Linked DNA regions of Mus musculus: regions 1, 2, 3 and 5 are each linked to region 4. A link is a contact called in public promoter capture Hi-C data. All regions are on one chromosome and are shown on one strand. The core of a region is the stretch at or near the end of the contact, and the rest is flanking DNA. Distances in the headings are between cores, read along the strand shown. Region 1 holds the start of Taf8 (TATA-box binding protein associated factor 8). Region 2 holds the start of Ccnd3 (cyclin D3). Region 3 holds the start of Tomm6os (translocase of outer mitochondrial membrane 6, opposite strand). Region 4 holds the start of Zfp318 (zinc finger protein 318). Region 5 holds the start of Supt3 (SPT3, SAGA and STAGA complex component).

Region 1 (4,028 bases), core at 1,427-3,926, 1.1 Mb before region 4:
ACGAGAAAGGTCATCCAGCTCTGAACCCTACTCTATTCATCGGGTCTACAGACCTTGGGCCGGGGCGGGGTTGCTCCGTCAGGCTTAGGGGTACACATTGCAGAGGGATGCCTTCTGAGTATCTGCAATTCCTGGCGAACGCTGCCCAGGAAGTAAACAGTAGACCTGAGTTCTTAACTCTTACCACAAACCCAGGTACCCGCGACACCTGTTATCTCACCCGTTATTTCACCTGGGCCCCCAGTTATCACGTGGGGGAGACTGAGGCACGGTGAGGTTAGGTAACTGTGACCAGAGTTTGAAGGCTAACAAGCCTTAGGATTCAAACCCAGCGACAGCATCTGGCCAGGCATAACCACCCCTGCCCCTGTCCCCTAGATTAGGATGGATAAGGAGAGGCAGTCTCTCTTGAAGAATTTCCAGACCGTAGAGGCTGATGGGTAACATGGGCACACAGTTCTGGGGGTGAGAGAGACAGGCTTCTACGCTCACTAAGTAAACACTAGAGGCAACAGTGCAGGAGAATCACCCAAGGAGCTTGGTGGTAAGACAAAAGCCAGCACCCAGGTATAGGCTGTTGCCTAACTTGCAAGAAAACCCCGGGTTCCCCTAGCACTACTTACATTGAGTAAGACGGTGAATTATTGTAGCCCCGGATCTCTGGAGAAGGAATGGGTAGGATAATCAGGGTAGGGTGTTTGTCTTTGTTATTGGTCTGTTGCCTGAAGACACCACTCACGACCAAGGCAACTCTTGTAAAAAGAAGCATTTAATTGGGTCTGCTTGCAGTTTTAGAGGTTTATCAGTCATGGTGGGGAGCATGGCTGTGTAAATGGCGCTGGGACAATAGCTGAGGACCCTATGCTATATCCTGGTGTGCAGGCTGACAGAGGCTCACACTCAGAGACAGAGAGGCAGGGATTGAGAGAGAGACAGACAGACAGACAGACACTGGGCCAGGTGTAAGCTTTTGAAACCTCTAAGCCCACCTCCAGTGACACCTCTCCTCTAACAAATTGCCCAACTCTGGTGACTTAGCATTCAAATATTTGAGCCTAGGGGGTCCATTCTTATTCAAACCACCATGACATTCAAGGGGCAAAGTTGCTCCAGTTAAGAGTACTCTTCTCTTCCAGAGATTCAGTTCCCATCATCTACCTGGCAGTTGTGACACTCAATATGAGTGCTCAAATTTGGGTCATCTCCAAGAGCAGTATGTGTTTGTTCTTTTTTTTTTTTTTAAGATTTTATTTATTTTATGTATATGAGTACACTGTAGCTGTCTTTTAGACACACTAGAAGAGGGCATCCAAACTCATTGCAGATGGTTGTGAGCCACCATGTGGTTGCTGGGAATTGAACTCAGGACCTCAGGACCCCAGGAAGAAGAGTCAGTGCTCTGATTGACCACTGAGCCATCTCTCCAGCCCAGTATGTGTTCTTAACTACTGAGCCACCTCTCTGCCCCAAAGTGTATTTTTAAAAGAGATTTATTTGTTTCAATTATATGAATACACACACTGTAGCTGTCTTTAGACACACCAGAAGAGGGCATTGGATCCCATTACCGATAATTGTAAGCCACCATGTGGCTGCTGGGAATAGAACTCAGAACCTCTGGAAGAGCAAGCAGAACCAAAGTGTTTTTTTGTTTTTAAATATTTATTTATTGCATACATGTGGGTATATTGGTCTTGTCTTCAGACACACCAGAAGAGGGCGCCAGATTTCTTTTTCTTTTTTTAAAATATTTATTTATTTATTATATACACTGTAGCTGTCTTCAGACACACCAGAAGAGGGCATCAGATCTCATTACGGATGGTTGTGAGCCACCATGTGGTTGCTGGGATTTGAACTCAGGACCTTTGGAAGAGCAGTCGGCGCTCCTAACCGCTGAGCCATCTCACCAGCCCCTCTTTTTCTTTTTCTTTTTCTTTTTCTTTTTTTTTTTTTTTACAGGGTTTTCTCTTTGTAGCCCTGGCTGTCCTGGAACTCACTCTGTAGACCAGGCTGGCCTCGAACTCAGAACTCCACCTGCCTCTGCCTCCCAAGTGCTGGGATTAAAGTCGTGCACCACCAAGGCCCTGCGAAGGCGCCAGTTCTCATTGTAGATGGTTGTGAGCCATCACGTGGTTGCTGGGAATTGAACTAAAGACCTCTGGAAGAGCAATCAGTGCTCTTAACCGCTGAGCCATCTCTCCAGACCCAAATTGTATTCTTAGTGTATTTCTGAGAACTTACTTCATACAAATGGCTTTGTTTTTGTTTTTATTTTTATTCTTTTCTTTTCAGGGAAAGGGTCTCCTTATGTAGTCCTAAACTGGCCTTTAATTCATTGCATAGCCCACGCTAGCCTGGAACTCTAGATCCTCTGGTCTCAGCTCCAAAGTGCTAGGATTACAGACGGCAGGCTCCTGGACAAAATATGTTTCTTTTAACTCAGTGCATCTCACAGTGCGTCTTCCAGATCAATTGCTACAGCTACTGACTTAAGTGTCCAAGAAAGCTTGGGTCACACAACGCCACGTGAGCTTGGGCTATCCCGAGCTCCCTCCACCCCCACCCCAGACTCACACGTGTTCGTAGAGCTTTTCTATAAGGCGGGGCACCCGCGGCCCCGCCCTTCTCCACCTCCCACCCCGCAACTACAAGTCCCATCGTGCCCCGCGCTCACGCACACTACGCAAGAGCAAGATGGCTGACACGGCGGCCGGGCCTGGTGGCTCCGGAACGGTAAGGGTGGAGAGGCGCGGCGTGAAGCCGAAAGAGTTTGGGTCTTCTGGATCTCTCCCACGGTTTGGGCCACGGTCTCGAACCGAGAAGCCCAGGCCCGCTCTGAGACCCGGGGCTGGAGAGTATCTCTGGCCGTAGGCGGTCCCCGCTGCTTGGCTTTTGGCAGCGGCCTCCTGAATTGCTGCATCTGAGACTTGATTGGCTTGTTCCTTGTTGAGGTGGGAACCCGGAACTCCTTCTGATTGGTCTGAAGAGGCTGTTTTTATCCTCTTACTGGCCGGCCGAAGTTGGAACTTCGTAAAATATTTACTTGCTCTGCCTTTCTCTGCGGTGATGCCTAGCTCTCCTCTGCATCCTGTGGTGGTAGCTGGTTTAATTTTCCTGGTTACTGAAATGGTGTGATGGGACAAGAAGATAGTAGATTTATTCGCTCAGTACCATCATTCGTGTATATATTCTTCCTTTGCTTTTCCCTCTCTCTTCCTGCCTCCTCTCGCGCCTGCCTCTGCCTCCCGGGTGCTGGGAATAAAGGCGTGCCCACCACAGACCCGCTCCTGTAACTTTGCTCCAGAAAGAAGTGAATGGGGCTGGAGAGATGGTTTAGTGGTTAAGACGGACTTGCTGGTCTTTCAGAGGACCTGAGTTTGGTGGAGTGGCTCACAATCACCTGTAACTCCTGCTTCACGGAATCCGGGCCAGCGCGGCACCTGCACTCGCAGGAACACACACACGCGCGCAAAACACACACATCTAGTGGTTCAAAGTCTCACTCTGGGCTTCTGATTTCCAGAGACCGGGAAGTAAGCAATCCACTAACCCTGCTGATAACTACCATCTGGCCCGGAGGAGGACCCTGCAAGTGGTTGTGAGCTCCTTGCTGACAGAGGCGGGATTTGAGAGTGCCGAGAAAGCGTCTGTGGAGACACTGACAGAGATGCTGCAGAGCTGTGAGTACCAAGAAACACTAGGCCCGCTGTTTCCTTTACAGACCCCCCCCCAGCTCCGTGAACTCCATCCCAGATTCTCTCTCCCCTTCTCTTGGAAGACTGTTAGAGACTCAGCTTCAGGCAGAAGAAACACACATGTCCATTGTAGAATGAGACTGTTTCGATGCTTATACATGTGGGAGAGACACAAATAGCAACCTTGTCATTTCAGTCGTCTGCAGCGGCATTAAGTGGCATTAAGTGTTACACAACTCTCAGCGTTATCCATGTCCAAAGCCCTGTATCCCTGAACAACACTGGATTCGGTCTTCTCCACAGCCCCAAGAACGTCTCCTTTCTGTCTTT
Region 2 (4,304 bases), core at 109-2,608, 1.2 Mb before region 4:
CCTTTCGGGTGGGGACGCAGGACAGGTAGCGATCCAGGTAGTTCATAGCCAGAGGGAAGACATCCTCCTCGCAGCGCTGCTCCTCACACACCTGAGGGAGGGCGCACGAGTCATTGCTAGGGAAGGACCAAGTGAAACACGGCAGCGTGGAGAAGTGGGGGTGGGGGGTGGAGGGAGAGTGGAATGCGAAGCAAAAAATAAACCGAGAAGGGATAAACTTAGAGCGACAAGTATCAATAACCGAGGAGGATGTGCCCTCCCCAAGGTGACCCCCCCACTTCCTCTGCATGGTCTCTTCCCCACCCCGGAGTAGGGGGTGTAAAAGAGAAGCCCATGCTCACGAAGGATTCCAGACTCCCCTCCCCCACGGCGAGCGGAAGGGGGACGGAAGGGTCACCTAGAGAGAATTGGGACCTTACCCTCATTACCGCCACCCACTGCACACACACTCCCAGGGGGAAGGGAGGGAACTCCTGCCGCGGTCTCCCGCACTTTTCATTTCCCTGTGGACCGGAACCGAGCCTGCGCCACCCCCACCCACCAGTTTCCCCCGCCAGAACCCCGCGATAGACACAGGAACCAGTTCTGGGGCTAAGGCGGCCGAGGCCAGGGTTTTCCAAACGCGCCCTCCAGAGAGCACCGGGTGAAGAAGGAAGCAGGAGACACCGAGGAAAGCCACTGGGGAAAGAGTGGCCCTTAGCCCGCTTTCCCGACCCAAAGTGAAGTTTAGTTACAGTGCCAAGTGACTGGAAATCACAGAAGAAGCCGATCAGGATTGGGGAAAGGAAAGGGACAGAACGCAGGCAGCTGCTTAGGGCGCCTGTGTGAAAAGGCCAGGCCCCAGTAGTCTGGGCCGCCAAAGCATCTTGCAGATTGTGGTCGGGATCGCAAAGATCCGACAGGGAAAGTTCAATTTGTCCCAGAGCCGGGGGTGGGGGTGGGGTGAGGAGAGGGGACCCGTTCGGGCCTTACCTCCAGCATCCAGTATGCCAGCATCTTCCGCATGTGCGGCTTGATCTCCTTTTGCACGCACTGGAAGTAGGAGGCTCGCGGCACGTAGCGCTCCTCCAGGCGGAGTAAACTCTGCAGGACACGCTGGTCCCCAAGCAGCCGCGGGTCGGGCCCGGCCCGGGGCGCGTGCCGGGTGCCCTCGCAACACAGCAGCTCCATCCTGCGATGGCTCACGGGTGAGAGCAAGAGTGCGGGTTAGCGAGTCCTAGGAGAAGCGACGCGCGTGAGGGAGAGCGCGGGGTGCGGGCGGGTCTGGCGCTGGCGCTGGCACTGTGCGGAGAAGCCCCAGCCCGCCCGCCACCCGCGCGCACCGCTTCCCTGACAGGCGCCCCGCCCCTCGCGACGATGTAGCAACCGTGGAATGCTCCTACGTCACAACGTTCTAAGGGGCGGGGCCGCAGTCGGAAAGGGCTGGCGGGCGCTATACCCTCCCTCCCTCCCCGCAGCCCCATTGGTCCGCTGGGCTCCGGCCCGCACGCTTCCGGGCCCTCGGGTCCCTTCTGACCAAGAGGGTAGAGAGAACTTTCTGGAAGGGTGCCCTCTTCCCCATCAATGGGCCCCGTCGCGATTCTAGCCACCCAGGAAAGAACTAGGCGCCAAAAGTTATTCCTTCGTGTATACGTCATATTTCATTGCTCTAGGGAATGTGGTCATAACTTTGTACATAGTTGGGTCACTCCTACCCTAAAGTGGCTTCTAGGAATGGCCTCGAGTTGGGCTTTATTTTGCAGACCATGATACTGAGGCACAATAGTAGCTGCAAAGATCTCATTGTTGGTCCGTCGGGAAACTTGACTTAGAATCTCGTCTACTTTAACGAATTGCGCAGATCTGCAGCAGCATCTGGGAGCATGTAGTTTCTGTCCGATTCAATGGCTCAGAGGGTAAACTATCCTGGCATCAAGTCTGGCAACCTGAGTGTGATCCCTGGGACCCACATGATGGAAGAGAAGAGAGCAACTCCCATAAGCTGTCCTCTGACTTCTACACCAAGGCTGTATGTAGCATGTGCGCACACACCTTCATGCACATACACAACGAAAATAAAAAGCAAAAGAAGAAATGCAGTTTCTCAGGTCTGCTGAATGGGACACTGCGTTGCACCAACGGAGGTGTGAGCAGTGTTGGTCAAAATCAGCATATAAAAAGCCATTTGGTGCTGGCTGTGGTGGAGCAAGCCAGTAATCTCAGACCCAGGGAAGTGTTGGCTTAACACCAGGATCCACTATCCACTATACAGACAATTCAAGGCCTGCCTAGAGTCTCTCTCTCTCTCTCTCTCTCTCTCTCCACACACACACACACACACACACACACACACACACACACACACACGGTGGCAGGGGGTGGGCTGCAGATATATCTCAGGTGGTAGAGCTCTTGCTTAGCATGCTCAGAGCCCAGGGCTCAATCCCCAGCACTGCAGAACCCAGAAACGATCAGAAGATTAAGGTCACTGTCTGCTTCCTAATGAGTTCAGGAGCAGCCTGGGCTATATAAGATTTTATCACAAAACCAAGCAAACCAAATGATAATAGCCCATGGAGAATTCCAGGCCAGCCAGACCCATGTCAGATGACTCAAATAACAAGGAAGGAAGGAAGGAAGGAAGGAAGGAAGGAAGGAAGGAAGACAGGCATGACAGAGCACCCCTTTAATCCCAGCACTTTGAAGACAGAGGCAAGCAGATTTCTTTGAGTTCAAAGCCAGCCTAGTCTAAATAAGAGTTCTAGGTCAGGAGGAGCTAATATCATGAGACTATGTCTCAAAAACAAAAATCAAGGGAAAAAAGGATGTAATAAGGAAGGCAGGAAAGAGGAAAGGAGGGAAAGAAAGAAGAAAGCCCACCACTAAGACACTGCTCTCTCTGCTCAGCCCAAGTGAGCCCCAGGAAAGCACAGGACAATATATAAGCAGTGAGATCCATCTACACACTAGTCTACACACTGGACTATGCACTGGTCTACACACTAGTCTACACACTGGTCTACACACTAGTCTTGCGCTGAGCAAGGGGTCAGAATCCACATATGGGGATGGCTTTTCATACAGGAAGGAGGCATGATGGGATTGCTTCAGTCACAGAAGGTCACTGCCCCAGTGGTTTCTCTCCTCGTTGAAACAGTTTGTCTTATTTTATAGCTGACCTCGAATTCTCCAGCTTCGTGCCTCAGTTTCCCAAGTGCTGGGATTACAAATTCGTACCACCATGTTTATACATCAAGCTTTACACTTAACGAATGAGGGAGGGGACACTTTTTGAGACAAGGGTCTTACGGCACCCAGGCTAGCTTTGAATTTAGTATATAACTGAGGCTGGATCTGATCTTCCTGCTTTTACCTCCCAATTGCATGCCTTACCCACACTAACATTCTGTTAGTTTTATGACACGGGTTCTCACTATGTAGCTCTGACATTTATAGACCTGACTCTATGTAGCTCTGACTCTAGGTAGACCAGAATAGCCCCCAGCTTGCAACAATCCTACTGCCTCTTCCTCTCAAATATTGAGATTACAGGAATGCACCACCAAACTTCCTGTCCTGAAGGGCAGAGATAAAGTCCCGCGTAGCTGTGTATCCTCTGGACACAACAACTGGCTGTGAGTACCAACAACAGTAACAGGTCTTCATGTACACATACCATGTCCAAGAACTGAACATATCTGAGAGGTAATAAATCATTTTATCTTCACAACAGCCTTACAGAAAGTATATTATTTTTGCCCTGTGTAATAGGGGCTGGGTGCTAATACTCACCATGGATGGCTAAGTGACCACGGAGAGGTCACATAGCTCGGAGTTGGTAAAAGCAGGCTGCAGTCTGGTTTAGCTCCAGAGTTGATGCCCTTGCATGGGTGGACATCAGGAGAAATCGATGCTGGTCATATTAGGTAGGTACGCTCTACCATTGAGCTACCTTTCTAACCCCCATGGCTTCTTTTTGTTTTAATAAGCTTGAAGACCATTTTATTAGAGTTTGGGAAACAAACAAACAAACAGGGAAGAAAGCTTCCAGGAAGAGAGATGAACTGAGGAGGAGAGAAAGCCTTGCCTTTTGTGTTAGTATCAGGACCTCCTGTTGCCAACTGTTTGTGAATGTCAGCTTCAGAAGGACTGCACCAGGCCAAACAGTTCCACCTGAGGTTTATTAGGAGAGAGAGTGGCAAGGTGGTGGCGGAAAGAGGCGGGGGGAGAGAGACAGAGAGAGAGAGAGAGAGAGAGAGACTGTTGGTATCAGGACCTCCAAAACCCGTGACATCACATAGGCAGGACCCCAAACACCTGTTGCC
Region 3 (4,131 bases), core at 1,225-3,724, 1.3 Mb before region 4:
GACCTCGATGTCCAGCTTGTGACCAGGTAGAGTACCAAGAGGAGGCACTAGGGGAGTTCCCAGGAACACACAGGGACAAGGAACAGGCTGCAGGCTCATCAGAACTAGGAACCAGCCAGGGCCACCCCATTCCCTTTTGTTCTCTTGAGGTATGGGCCTGTGGGACCTGACCTGTTGCCTTTATTTATCTCTCTCTCTCTCTTCCCCAGTTCGAGCAGAGGTCCTTAAATTAGTTTGGACTCAGAACGTTTCTGGATCCTTGAGCAGGTGTTTATCTCATCACTATGTCAGATGATCAATGCTGTGCTTGCCCAATTCTAGAAGGATCTTAACATCAACATGAAAGGCCGTATTGAATCTTGGGATAGGAGTTAGGGAAGCTCTGGGGTCCAACTTCGGACTGGGCCACCTGCTACGTGGACGTTCCGGCCCAAAGCCAATCACCCTCTCTGAATCCAAAAGTCACAAAGTACTTCAAATCAGAACGCCTGTGGGCATAGCGTTAATGGGTATAAGGCGTGGTTATTGGATGAATGAAAGAATGGGTGAGTGAATGAATGAATGAATGAATGAATCGGTTTCCTTTCCCTCACCCAGCTGATCTTCTCCCAGCGCTGCACTGAAGCAGAGGGACAGCGCTGGCACGAGAACCACTTCTGCTGCCAGGACTGCGCAGGGCCCCTGGATGGGGGACGTTATGCCCTGCCGGGGGGTAGCCCATGCTGCCCCAGCTGCTTCTCAAAACGCTACAGAAGTGCGGGCTCTAGCTCAGTAGGAGTAGCGGAAGGACAAGCGTCTTTTGGTAAAGGAGGGGACGGTGCAGATCTTAAGGGGAGGGAGCGGCGGCTTGGGCTGAGCATAGAAGGGGGTAATTTCCCAGATCAGAACCCTTCGCCCCATGCCTACGCTGTCCTACCCGCTCCAGCAACACCCAGTCCTCCCACCGCAACCCCCAGACGCGAGCATTGGGGCCCGCAGCTCTCACCGCGCGTCCCTGGCCTGCGAGCTCCAAAGGCCTCTTGAACCCACCCGGCGGGGCTGCGGCGCCGGACTCGCTCCCAGGCGGGGGAGGCGGTCGCCCACTGGTGGACGGAGGCGGGGGGGCCCCTGGGGTAGACTGGCGGCAGCGGTGGCGCGCACGGCACAGCCTGGGGCGGGGCGGGAGGCTGCACGCAACCCTGGCCCGCCTCTTGCACAAGGACTTGGGGGCTCTGAGATGGGCATTTCTGATGGGTTTGGAACAGAGGAAGAAGGACCCGATCCAAGCGTCGGCTGGAACCGTGCCTCCTCGGATGACAAGATCACCTCCCGAGCTGCGCTTCTCTCTGCAGTTCCCACTCTCACCCTGGAAACCCTGAATGGGGCATCCAAACGGCAGGATAGAGACGGCCCACAGACACCCGGGAGTCCCATAGAGGACAGCCCCTGCCCCACCTGCTCCTCTTCCTCTGAGTCGGAACCCGAAGGCTTTTTCTTTGGCCAGCGCCTTCCAGAGCCCTGGAAGACCCCCGAAAACCTGCAAGCAGATGACAGAGACATCTCCAGGAAGCACTGCACCATTTGTTAGTGGCGCGGCCTGGAGATCAGGGTGGTGGGATTGGGGTGGGGTGGGGTGGGGGGACTTATGTAGCGAGATAACAAGGCTGTGCTGTGTAAAGACCGGACACAGAAGGCAGCCAGGCACGCGGGATAATCCCATTGGTACTGCACGCTCTCTGACCTGAAAGACACTTTCTTGGGAGCATCCCACTGCCCAGCGCCTACAGGGTGAGCTAACCCCTATCCGCAGAGGCTGGGCTAGCCTCACCGTCATCACCTTGCTTAAACTAACTGGGTTGTAGAGCAGCACTGGGAACCGACCCCCGTCCCTGGGAGGCGGGGCCGCGGGGCTCCGCCTCCGATCAGGCGTCCTGGCTCTACGAACTCCTGGAGGAGGTGGGGGCGGGCCTTCTCGCTCATTTCTTACGCTGATCGGCGGAAGTGCGGAGATCGGAAGTTGCGCAATCGGCTTGCGACGACCCGGTGCGACGCTCGGTTGGTACGTGCTTAGTGCTGGTATGGCTTCCAGCGGAGTGACGGTGAGCGCCGCCGGGTCGGCCAGCGAGGCCTCAGAGGTTCCAGACAACGTGGGAGACTGGCTCCGCGGTGTCTTCCGCTTCGCCACCGATCGAAACGACTTCCGGAGGTAACCAAGCCCGGGCCGTCTCTGGTCCTCATAAACTTAAACTTGTATTTCCTTACCTGGTGAGTCTGGCATGCATCCCCAGAGGTTTTATCGCTTTGAGAACCTTGTGGTCTCGTGGTGGCAAAAGACACCCTGTCACGTGGCTTTCAAGGAATGACGCTCCGGGCTACAGCGATAGTTCAGACGCCAAGCCTGAGGATTTGGGATCCATGGGACCCGCCGATCCATGAGACCCGCAGGGTACAAGAAGAGACCAACCCCTGCGGGTTGTACTGACCTCCACACGTGCGCTGTGTCGCGTGCACGCGCACGCACATACACAAATTAAAGAACGTCATATTTTTAAAGAAATCGCCCTAACCTAGAAGGCAGGGAAGGGGTGCCAACGCATAAGCAAATTTTAGCCCCCGCAGAGTACTAAGTTGGCCTTGGCTTGTGTTAGTAGATGCGAACGTAAAATTCTCATGTGCATATTAGGAGGACATACCCCTGTATCAGGTGTCAGTCAGCACCTCCAGAAGGTGGTGCTGAGAGGAAACTTGCCATAGTATGTCATTAGCTGCATGAGACTCTCGGACTGTAGGGTTAATGAAATGTATTCTTGACCCAGGAACTTGATCCTCAATTTGGGACTCTTTGCTGCGGGAGTCTGGCTGGCCAGGAACTTGAGTGACATTGATTTGATGGCCCCTCAGCCAGGGGTGTAGCCAGGTAAGACTTCACTTTCCCCTGCCTATTTCAGGAATCCTAAAAGATGAAGACAGCAGTATGTTCTGTCAGCTAGTCACAGAAGTAGGGAAGATTCTTGGGGTAAAGCCTTGCCCTTGTGTTTCTAGGTGAGAGCAGTTCTCCTGTGTTTCCCCGTTTCTGATGCTGTTATCTGCTTACAGAGAATGGAACTCCTGTGTATTCAGACTTTCCAAAGACAGCCTACTGTCTGTGACCACAAGATCCTACCTGAGTGGCAGCTGAAGTTGACTCCCTCTCCTTGCCTGAACCCCCCCCCACTGCCCCCCCATCCCCCAGTGTCGGCTGAGATGTTGCCTCTGCACGGTTCTGTGTGCAGTTCCCAACTTTCTGCAGAAGATGGTCCTTGCCCTTGTCCTGAAGAGTAGTAATGGTTCTTGAAAAAGATTTCAAATAAAGCCTGCACATAAAAGACAGGTATTTTATTCTTTTAATAAGAAACTTATTACAAAAACAAGGTGTAAAAAGTCCGCTTACAAAAATCAAATAAACATGACTTGTATTTCACACTCAAGAGACAGGCATGAGCCCCAAACATGATCTGCAGTGGAGATGAAATGGGAATGGGACCACCCACTTCCCAGGGATGCACACGTGCCGCAAAGCTGATTCTTGAGCAGTTCCTACTGCTGAGTCTTCCTGTAGGAAGAAGGTGGTGGTTGTCGTTTTAGTTTGCCAGGTGGGTTCTCCAGGGACCAGGGAGGCATTGTTGGGATAGAGTGAGACCTGGTGGCAGGAGTGGACAGTGATGTGTGGGTGGAGACAAACGTGTCAGGGAGCACAAGGAAGCAGCTTCCTTCACAAACAAAGGTGCTCCCTACCCTGAAATTCACACTGGTGCTGCTGTCTGGTGTTCTTCCAGGCACGCAGAAACCAGCACAGAAAGACTCCTGTACCAGGGAACCAGGTGGCGGTAGAGACGGGGTCTCCATAGTTTCATGTAGTCAATTGACTGGGTATTTTAAAACTTTTTTTATGCACCAGCCGCTTTGGAACTGGTTGTGGGTCACAGCATGCGTCGGAAAGGATTAGTGTGTCTGGGTCATAGCTGCATGACTGTTACAGATGTTACTTAAAAAAGGAAAAAGACAAAGCAGCTTTCCTGGACCTGCTGGCACATAGCTCATCCAGTCAGTTCTCTGAGGCCTACCAGTATAGCTCATTGCAGAAAAGGCTTCAATTTGACCTCCAGAAAATAA
Region 4 (3,923 bases), core at 36-2,535:
CTACTCAGCTACACCCACCACAACCATAAATTAATCCCACATTTTGTCCCTCCAGCAGCAGCACATTTTAACATGTAAAATCGCAGGCTGTGAGAATCCAACATGTGAGCTGAACCACAGCTCCATCACTTGTGTGTCACCTTGATCAAGCTACTTAAACCTCTCTGAGCTGGTTCCTTGGCTGTGATAACACCTATTGCTATTGCTTTACCTCAAGGGACCGTGAGCCCTAAAAGATTGCTGGTAGCTGCTCTTGTGTCTCTAGCTGATGGCAGCAATCACAATGATTGATTATGCACACCTCTCGTCGGAATAACAGCTATAACTGAGACTCCATGACAGCTAAAGCATCCAGTCTGCTTTGGTTCAAGCTTTCCTCACTGGCCACCAGGCATTTCAGATGTTCTGCTAAACTCGGGCCTTAAAGCAACGAATTTGATCAAACCCAAAGGGAAACGCCAAAGCGCCAGTCAGTATGGATGAAATGCCCCTCGCCTTGGAGAACTTTTCCACATAGCAAGAGCGAAAGCCTCTTCCCCCTAGAAACCGGGCGTCCTGTTCTGTTCCAACACGGGTGACCGAACGGGTCCCGGGTCCGTTATTGTGTAAAGGAGGCACCCAGGACTGTCAGGGAGCGGGGAAGACTCGGACATTCGGACTCTGGCCTGAGGGCCCGGGGGCTGGGGACATGGGGGCAACATGGGCGAAGGGTGGGATTACCCGACTGCCGCCGCCGCCGCCTGGATGGTCTCCGCGGCCGTCCCGGGCGAAGTCGGCGCGGGACTCGCCTCGAATGCTGCCTCGGAAGCCACCCAGGCCAGGTGGGTAGTGTCGCCGGCTCCGCGGTGGCGACGGGGAGCCGCGACGGGCGCGCGGCGGGGACGGGGAGCCACGACGACCCCGCGGAGGGGATGGCGAGGCCCGGCGGCCGCGGGTCGGAGACGGTGAGGCCCGGCGGCCGCGGGGCGGGGACGGGGAGCCGCGACGACCCCGAGGCGGGGACGGCGAGGCCCAGCGGCCGCGGTGGCCTGAGGGCGAGCGGTGGCGGCGGGCGGGGAGCCGCAGCGAGGAGCAAGAGGGCGGCGGCGGCGACGAGGGGCGGCGTGTGGGGCCTGAGGAGGCGCCCACGGGACGGCCCGGCGGAGGGCCGCTCGCGCTGCCGTCTTTCGACCGGTGCGAAGAGACGGAGGAGCGGGAGCCACTGCGGTACATGGCTACCGGGAGCGCCGCGGACGCCGCTCGGGAGCGTGCCGCCACAGCCGCAGGCACCGCCGCCGCGGACACCGCAGCGCGCCGCCCTCGCGGACGGAGCGGCCCCCTCCCCGCGGCCCCGCCCCACCGGCCAGCGGTTGGAGGGCGCGGGTACGCGCCGACACGCCACACCCCCTCGTCCTCCCAGGCTCTCCCGCGGCTGGACGCGGAGAGCGGCCTCAGGAGCCGGGAGCCGTGGGGCGGAGCGCTGAGCCTGCGCGAGCACCAGGGGCGCGCGCCCTGAAGTGCGCAGGCCCCGCCTTTCGGCCCCGCGCAAAATGGCGACCGGCGAGCCGCCCACCCCCTACTCCCCCGGAGACCACGTGATGCAGAGAGACCACCCCTCTCCTCCTCCCGGCGCGGTGGGCGGGGCCGGAGAGCCCGGTGAGTGGGCGGGGCCAGGTTGTAGCGGAGGCCTCAGTAGCTTGGTTCCCAGGCTCCTGGAGCGTGCGTGCCCATAGCAATCCACCTGCTTTACAGAAATGATTATATATAGTGAGAAAGCAAACGACCCCCTACACTCACACCTAAACCCTGTCAGAAGCTACGAACCTCAACGAGTGTCCATCCCTTTTCCCCCAGAGGAAGCTTGACGTAGTCGGGTAACTTTCCAGTCCAATAACTTATAGAGGTTTAAATCGAGAAATGAGAAAGTACAGAAAAGTGAAAGTCAAACACAACAGACATCAGTAAAATTTCCAGATGTTCTAGCCAAGCATTACAGTAAAATGGTGGTGAAGGCCACTGTCGGAGCAACCCATACCGTGACAGGCCTGGCAAGTGTTTTGAGATATCAGTGGTGCAGAAACACATGGAGGCAAAAACTCATACACAGAAAATAGAAATAAATGTTTAAAAAGAAAAAGACAAGACCCTAAGGGTCAGTCAAAACATAGGAAAATAGGGCCTGGGTAGAGATGGCTCCGGAGGTCTTTTTTCTAGCACCTTCGTGGTAGTTCACAACCATTTGGGGCTCCAGTTTCAGAGGATCTCACACCATGAAAAAACCAAAAGTGAGGAAATATGTTGAACCTAGACAATAGCTTCATATTTTTCACCAGCTAAACATAAATCTTGAATTTGTGTAAAAATCACATTTCTGAGCCAGGCATTGGTGGCACAAACTTTTTAATCCTAGTACTCAGAGGCAGAATCAGGCAAATCTCAGAGTTCAAGGTCAACCTGGTCTACAGAGAGAATTCCAGGGCAGCCAGGGCTATACTGAGAAACCCTGTCTCGAAAAACAAAAAACAAAAACAAACAAACAAACAAAAAACACCAAAAAACAAGAATCAGATTTCTGAAAAGAAAAAAATATGACTTTGTTAATTTGTTTTTAAATTATGTTTAAAATATAAGCCGATTTGCTTATTTATAAATGTCATAAGCTTCCTATTTCAGAATAAAAATCTTGCTTCTGTCCCTTTTTTTTTGAGAGTCAGGTTTCACTATGCAGCCTTAACTGGTCTGGAATTTCCTATGTAGATCAGGCTAGCCTTGAAGTCATGGACCTCCCACCTGGCACCAGTATAAAAATGTTACCAGCTGTATTCCCTTACACTTGTTTGCTTTATCCTATATTATTGATATAATTTGTAAATATACGTTATTTTGATGAAAAAGCTAATCTACCAGAGGTATGTGCCCTGTCTTTATTATACTACCTATGTATGTATTTAGTTATCTCCATCTACTTTAGTAGACGAGGAAAGATAAATCACTATGTATATTTAGTTGAAGTCAATGCTTATTGTACATACTAGGGTCTCAGTTGCCTGAGGCTTGTCTCAAACTCAGTATGTATCAGAGGATGTCTTTGAACCCCTAATCCTCTGATTCTACTTCCTAAGTGCTGGGAATATAGATATGGAGTACCATTATTTAGAACCAAAATTAATACTTTTTTTCCTTTTTTTTTGTTTTTTTTTTTTTTTTGTTTTTTCAAAATGGTTTTTCTGTGTAGCCCTGGCTGTCCTGGAACTTGCTCTGTAGACCAGTGCTGGGATTAAGGGTTTATGCCACCACTGTCTGGCCAGAATCAATACATTTTAAATTGGGATTTGCTGTTCTAGTATTAACATTGTCTCCTATGTCTTTCTCCAATAATAAAGTGTTTAGGGGGGAGGTCCCCTTGTGGGTGGGACCATCTCTGGGCTGGTAGTCTTGGTTCTATAAAAGAGCAGGCTGAGCAAGCCAGTAAAGAACATCCGTCCATGGCCTCTGCATCAGCTCCTGCTTCCTGCCCTGCTTGAGTTCCAGTCCTGACTTCCTTGGTGATGAACAGCAATGTGGAAAGTGTAAGCTGAATAGACCCTTTCCTCCCCAGCTTGCTTCTTGGTCATGATGTTTGTGCAGGAACAGAAACCCTGACTAAGATACTTTAAGCAAAGGGCAAGTCTCTCCTTCTTGCCCTCCGTGCCTGCCCTCTGCAGATTAGTCCTGTGCCTCAATGGAAGTCTTTGCAGAGTCCTTTACTTTCCAACACTCTCTGGTATCGTGAACAGTAGTATTATTGCAGCATACAAATGTGCAGTCCAGGGTCCCAAAGCCTCCTGGGCACACACCTGGGTGACCAGGCTTATGAAGTGATTCTCACAGCCTTCCAAAGTTCCAGGCTCAAAACCAAACAAACCTTTAAACTTCCTTTCAGATAACAGCTCCACACTTGACGC
Region 5 (4,012 bases), core at 1,388-3,887, 1.6 Mb after region 4:
TCAATCTTGTGGCCTTCCTGTACTTGCATATTTGTAGCCCCTCACACCAAAGGATTTTCTTTTCTTTCCCAGAGAGAACCAACAATCACACTACCCATGATTTCTATACAACATAAAAGGTGAAATTGACAGTGGCTAAAGTCACCAAGTCATTCTCTAGCCTGACTTACACCAGGTATCACTTAAATAAGGGCAGCAGCACGGACTTCGTCACTGTTTTCAACAAGTGGATTTTGGAGACTGCAAAATAGCTAATCATTCCAAGATTATGTTAAGAATTGACAAGCCTAAAAAGTGTGGCCAGGTTAGCACTGTCCAACCTGGTACACGTTTGATTGTATGAAAGGAGCTCTAGTAGTAAGTATGGAGGGACATGACTATCCCAGAAAAATTAAGATAGCCAGACTACTTATGTCCAGCTCAGTGTCATTTGCATGTCATGAACTATTCTCTGCATATGATGCAACTCATAAGCTTTAAGCTGCCATTCCAGAACCAATGGTTTTCTTCAGCCTTGAGGCCAAGGCCAACATTTTACAAATATCAGGCGGGAACTCTGGATACAATCCACCATGATAGTTTTGTTTTGGCTTCTTTTCCCCCATATGTTTTATTTTCAAGGCCTGACTGCATAGCTTAGTTAGTAGAGCATCCACTTAGTATGTGGGAGGGCCTGGGTTCAACCCCCAGCACAAAAAAGGGGAGAAGGAAGGAGAGGGAGAGACAGGCAAGGAGGGGAAAGTTTTATTTTCAAGATTTACAAAACCTCAGATAAAATATAGTTGGGTATATTTCAAAGAAAGTGGTCTCATGACACATTTATCACCAAATTTCACTTTTCTCTTCAGAAGTTTGACTGTGAATACTAAAATGATTTCAAAAATTGCTCAAAGGTTACTATTATAATTTATTAAACTGCTTTATAACACAAAAACTTAAGGTGGAATTGCCACCTCTTAAATAGGGGGGGGGGGGAACCACAACAATAAAAAGTTTAAACTATTCTCTAAGAACTAATCAAATGGTAAAAGACAATGGAAGCTATAGATAATTAAAGAAAACTCTAGTTAGCACTGTTGTCTTTCCAACTAAATCTGCCATTAGCTTTAGAACCAGAGTTCAGAGCATTTTGCTTTAGTTTGCCAAGCTGTAAATAAATACTAGCAGATCTACAATTTGAATGAAAGGCATTATAGAGATTCTAATTACGAGTCCTTTTAAAAGCATAAATAGTTCAAAAGCTGGCCTGACTTAAAACTCAACCAAATAAAAAACTGCAACTGGCTCTCAATCTCTCAACTTTTTCAGACCTGTGGGATCCCATGCAATAAGCACCATGCCTGTGTGTCTACTTACTTACATTGTAATTAATTTGCTAACCAATTAAAAAATCAAGCTCATCAGAGCCACCTGCACCCGGTGGTTACCATATTGGTAGCCCATAGAGTATAGCATTTCCAGCTTGGCATAAAGTCCCCTTGGGCAGTGCAGCCGGAAAAGGGTGGGAAGCTTGCAATAGTATGGTTAAAGTAAGGTCTGGTTGTGCAAAACATTATCTTAGTAGTCATATTCCGCCTCGCTGGAACACGCAGAAATTCTACCAGTTGTTTCTTTCTTTAAGTAAATCTTTTAACAGTGAACTAACTCAAAAATACTGAGAACTCAGGTTTTATCCCAGATAAATATGTACTGGTTTCTTCCTGAGTCTACTAATTCCAAGGACATAAAGCTAATTTTAATCCGGGTGTTCAGTAACAACACTGCTACTGGGATCCTGTCTGACCGTCAAATATATTCCACTATCCCTATAACTCTTATCACTTGTCACATCAACTAGCCTGACTTCCAATATAGAAGGCAAGATGACAGACAATTTCCTTGGAGCTCAAACGTAATTAATCACAGCTGGCGTGATACAAGCTTTTAGCACACAGATCTTCTCCCATAAACCTGAGTTTTGAGCTAGGCTGCGATGATCCCCATCTATACCCCCCGACACCACCGGCTAAATGATTTATTTCCCCAGGGGTCCCAGAGGCGAGCTCTGACAGCAACATCTCTGTGTCCTCTGTCCCTCAGCCTGCATGCACACTGCACTTCCTTCCACTACCACTTCCTAGCTTCCTAGCTTGCCTTCTTGGAGGACTTCCCACCCATTTGGGTGACAAGCCTAAACGGTGCCTCTCCGCCCGGCCCCGAGGGCTCCCCTGCCTCACGCCCACCGACAACGGGGAGGAGCCACGGGGCACCCCACGCTCGGCGGCCTGCATCCGGCTGGGCCCGCAGCCCCGGGCCAGGCATTTGGCTGCCACGACGTCCCTCAAGTTCCCATGACCTCGCCCCACTCCCCGCCGCCCCCACGCGCCCCCACAACCTCTGCTTAAGACACGTGGAGGCACGGCTGCGCGTCCCGCGTGGAGAATGAGAGGGGACAGAGATGGCGCGGTGTCTGCGGCGGCGGCGGCCCCGGGACACGACGGGCAGGGGGGCGGGGAGTGGGGGGAACCAGAGATTGTAGAAAGGGAAAAGGTGACTGAGCTAGGCTGGAGGGGGTGGGGGTAAGATGGCGAGAGCGCCACTATGAGGGGCGGGGCGGGGGTAGCGGAGCCTGGGGTGACTAGAGGGACGGGCCAAGCCGTGCGGCGAGAGCGCATGCGCACCCGGCTGGCCAGCGCGCGCGGTCGCGGGCCTGCTTCTTCTACTTCCGCCACACTCCGGGGGCGGGGCTTCGCGCTCCCGCCTCGGCGTACGGAGCGGCCCGCAGCCACGCGGCGGAGCCTCAGAGCGGGAGTTGTGATGAGTCGAGTGAGCGATCTGGCAGAGGAGCTGGATTTGGCCTGTGGTGACTCTGCAGACCGTAGGAGTGAGCCCGAGGAGCTAGGATTATTGAGAGTCGGTGATCTGCACTGGGAGAAGGTCTATGCAAGCTTCTCTTCAGGGGTTGGTCAGGTGACCAGAATTGTTTCCAATGACAAAGGGGCGCAGAGTTAGGAAAGACTCTCTCCTCAGAGAAGCACTGTGTGAGGACTCAGTCCGTTCTAGGACCTGGGAACACCCACCTACCCACCCCTACCGGCCCTTGCGCAAAATCGAAAGCCTGTGAAAACTCATCTGCAAAGTTACCCCACCCCACCCCCGTTCCTTTCTACAAAGTTCCATTACTTTAAAAAGCATGCTTTAGTTAATAACTTTCACTATTGGGGAAGCTTTATAAACAAGCAGTGGTGATTTTTCCTTGCACCACTTATATTGAATTGTATGTATGACCTGTCTTCCCGTGTTTGATGGTTGCAGGTGTAGTACCTTAATGAACTGGAGACAATTGTGTGTGATGTTTTCACTCGGCTGTTTAGAAAAGAAAATATCCACTATCCTACCATTTCAAATATTATTTTTATTATATTATTTTTACTATTATTATTTATATTAGTCACTTTTTTCGCTAGGGTTTTACTGCTGTGAATAGATACCATGACCAAAGCAACTCTTAAAAGAACATTTAATTGTGGCTAGCTTACAGGTTCGGAGGTTCAGTCCATTATCAAGACAGGAGCATGGCAGCATCCAGGCAGGAATGGTGCAGGAGGAGCTGAGAGTTATACATCTTCATCTGAAGGATGGTAGTAGAAAACTGGCTTCCATGCAGCAAGGATGAGGGTCTTAAAGCCCACACCTACAATGACACACCTACTCCAACAGGGCCATACCTTCTAATAGTGCCATTCCCTGCGCCGAGCATATACAAACCATCACATTCACCTTTACCAGGTCTTTTCAAGCACTACTTACTTCATTAATGTCTTGCCTATGAATGTATGAGTTCTGAAATAATCCTATTTGCTGAGTGTCTTTAAAACAGCCATTCATCTGATCATCTCCTCTCTGGATTGCAATTGTCTTGTGCTTAGTCCTCTGTAACTGCCAGACACTTCAATATTTGCCAAATACACTTCCAAGAGTAGATTTAGGATGTGGAGGGTCAACATGAAGTGTAAGATCCAGGCTCACTCTG

What was found. Promoter capture Hi-C pulls out the DNA fragments that hold promoters and counts their contacts.
Region 1: a promoter capture Hi-C map of liver shows a contact between it and region 4, with 2.7 times the contacts expected there. The contact joins the promoter of Taf8 here to the promoter of Zfp318 in region 4. A contact is called at or near these places in 7 of 39 promoter capture datasets (the C10 cell line, cranial neural crest, liver and 2 more) and 1 of 484 Hi-C or Micro-C datasets (B cells).
Region 2: a contact with region 4 is called in a promoter capture Hi-C map of liver, with 2.8 times the contacts expected there. The contact joins the promoter of Ccnd3 here to the promoter of Zfp318 in region 4. A contact is called at or near these places in 1 of 39 promoter capture datasets (liver) and 1 of 115 datasets of contacts at active chromatin or transcription factors (astrocytes).
Region 3: a promoter capture Hi-C map of pre-B cells shows a contact between it and region 4, with 2.2 times the contacts expected there. The contact joins the promoter of Tomm6os here to the promoter of Zfp318 in region 4. A contact is called at or near these places in 4 of 39 promoter capture datasets (cranial neural crest, liver and pre-B cells) and 1 of 9 other capture datasets (liver).
Region 5: a contact with region 4 is called in a promoter capture Hi-C map of pre-B cells, with 2.4 times the contacts expected there. The contact joins the promoter of Supt3 here to the promoter of Zfp318 in region 4. A contact is called at or near these places in 2 of 39 promoter capture datasets (liver and pre-B cells).

The regions. Positions count from the first base shown.
Region 1 is chr17:47,500,939-47,504,966 of GRCm38.p6, reverse strand. Taf8 (TATA-box binding protein associated factor 8) reads left to right here and starts at 2,676. Exons shown (of 9, transcript NM_022015.4): 1 at 2,676-2,736; 2 at 3,527-3,683. The coding sequence starts at 2,698.
Region 2 is chr17:47,590,521-47,594,824 of GRCm38.p6, reverse strand. Ccnd3 (cyclin D3) reads right to left here and starts at 1,358. Exons shown (of 5, transcript NM_007632.2): 1 at 973-1,358; 2 at 1-91. The coding sequence starts at 1,170.
Region 3 is chr17:47,685,953-47,690,083 of GRCm38.p6, reverse strand. It overlaps Tomm6os (translocase of outer mitochondrial membrane 6, opposite strand), which reads right to left and starts at 2,474. Exons shown (of 3, transcript NR_045945.1): 1 at 1,967-2,474; 2 at 1,435-1,516; 3 at 1-1,354. Gm20517 (predicted gene 20517) reads right to left here. Exons shown (of 9, transcript NR_157366.1): 9 at 3,345-4,131. It overlaps Usp49 (ubiquitin specific peptidase 49), which reads right to left. Exons shown (of 7, transcript NM_198421.2): 7 at 3,345-4,131. Tomm6 (translocase of outer mitochondrial membrane 6) reads left to right here and starts at 1,698. Exons shown (of 3, transcript NM_025365.3): 1 at 1,698-2,185; 2 at 2,796-2,896; 3 at 3,076-3,439. The coding sequence starts at 2,058. The coding sequence ends at 2,892. It also overlaps Prickle4 and a transcript of Frs3 not described here.
Region 4 is chr17:46,381,128-46,385,050 of GRCm38.p6, reverse strand. It overlaps Zfp318 (zinc finger protein 318), which reads right to left and starts at 1,285. Exons shown (of 10, transcript NM_207671.4): 1 at 721-1,285. The coding sequence starts at 1,212.
Region 5 is chr17:44,775,791-44,779,802 of GRCm38.p6, reverse strand. It overlaps Supt3 (SPT3, SAGA and STAGA complex component), which reads right to left and starts at 2,637. Exons shown (of 12, transcript NM_178652.3): 1 at 2,375-2,637. It also overlaps a transcript of Runx2 not described here.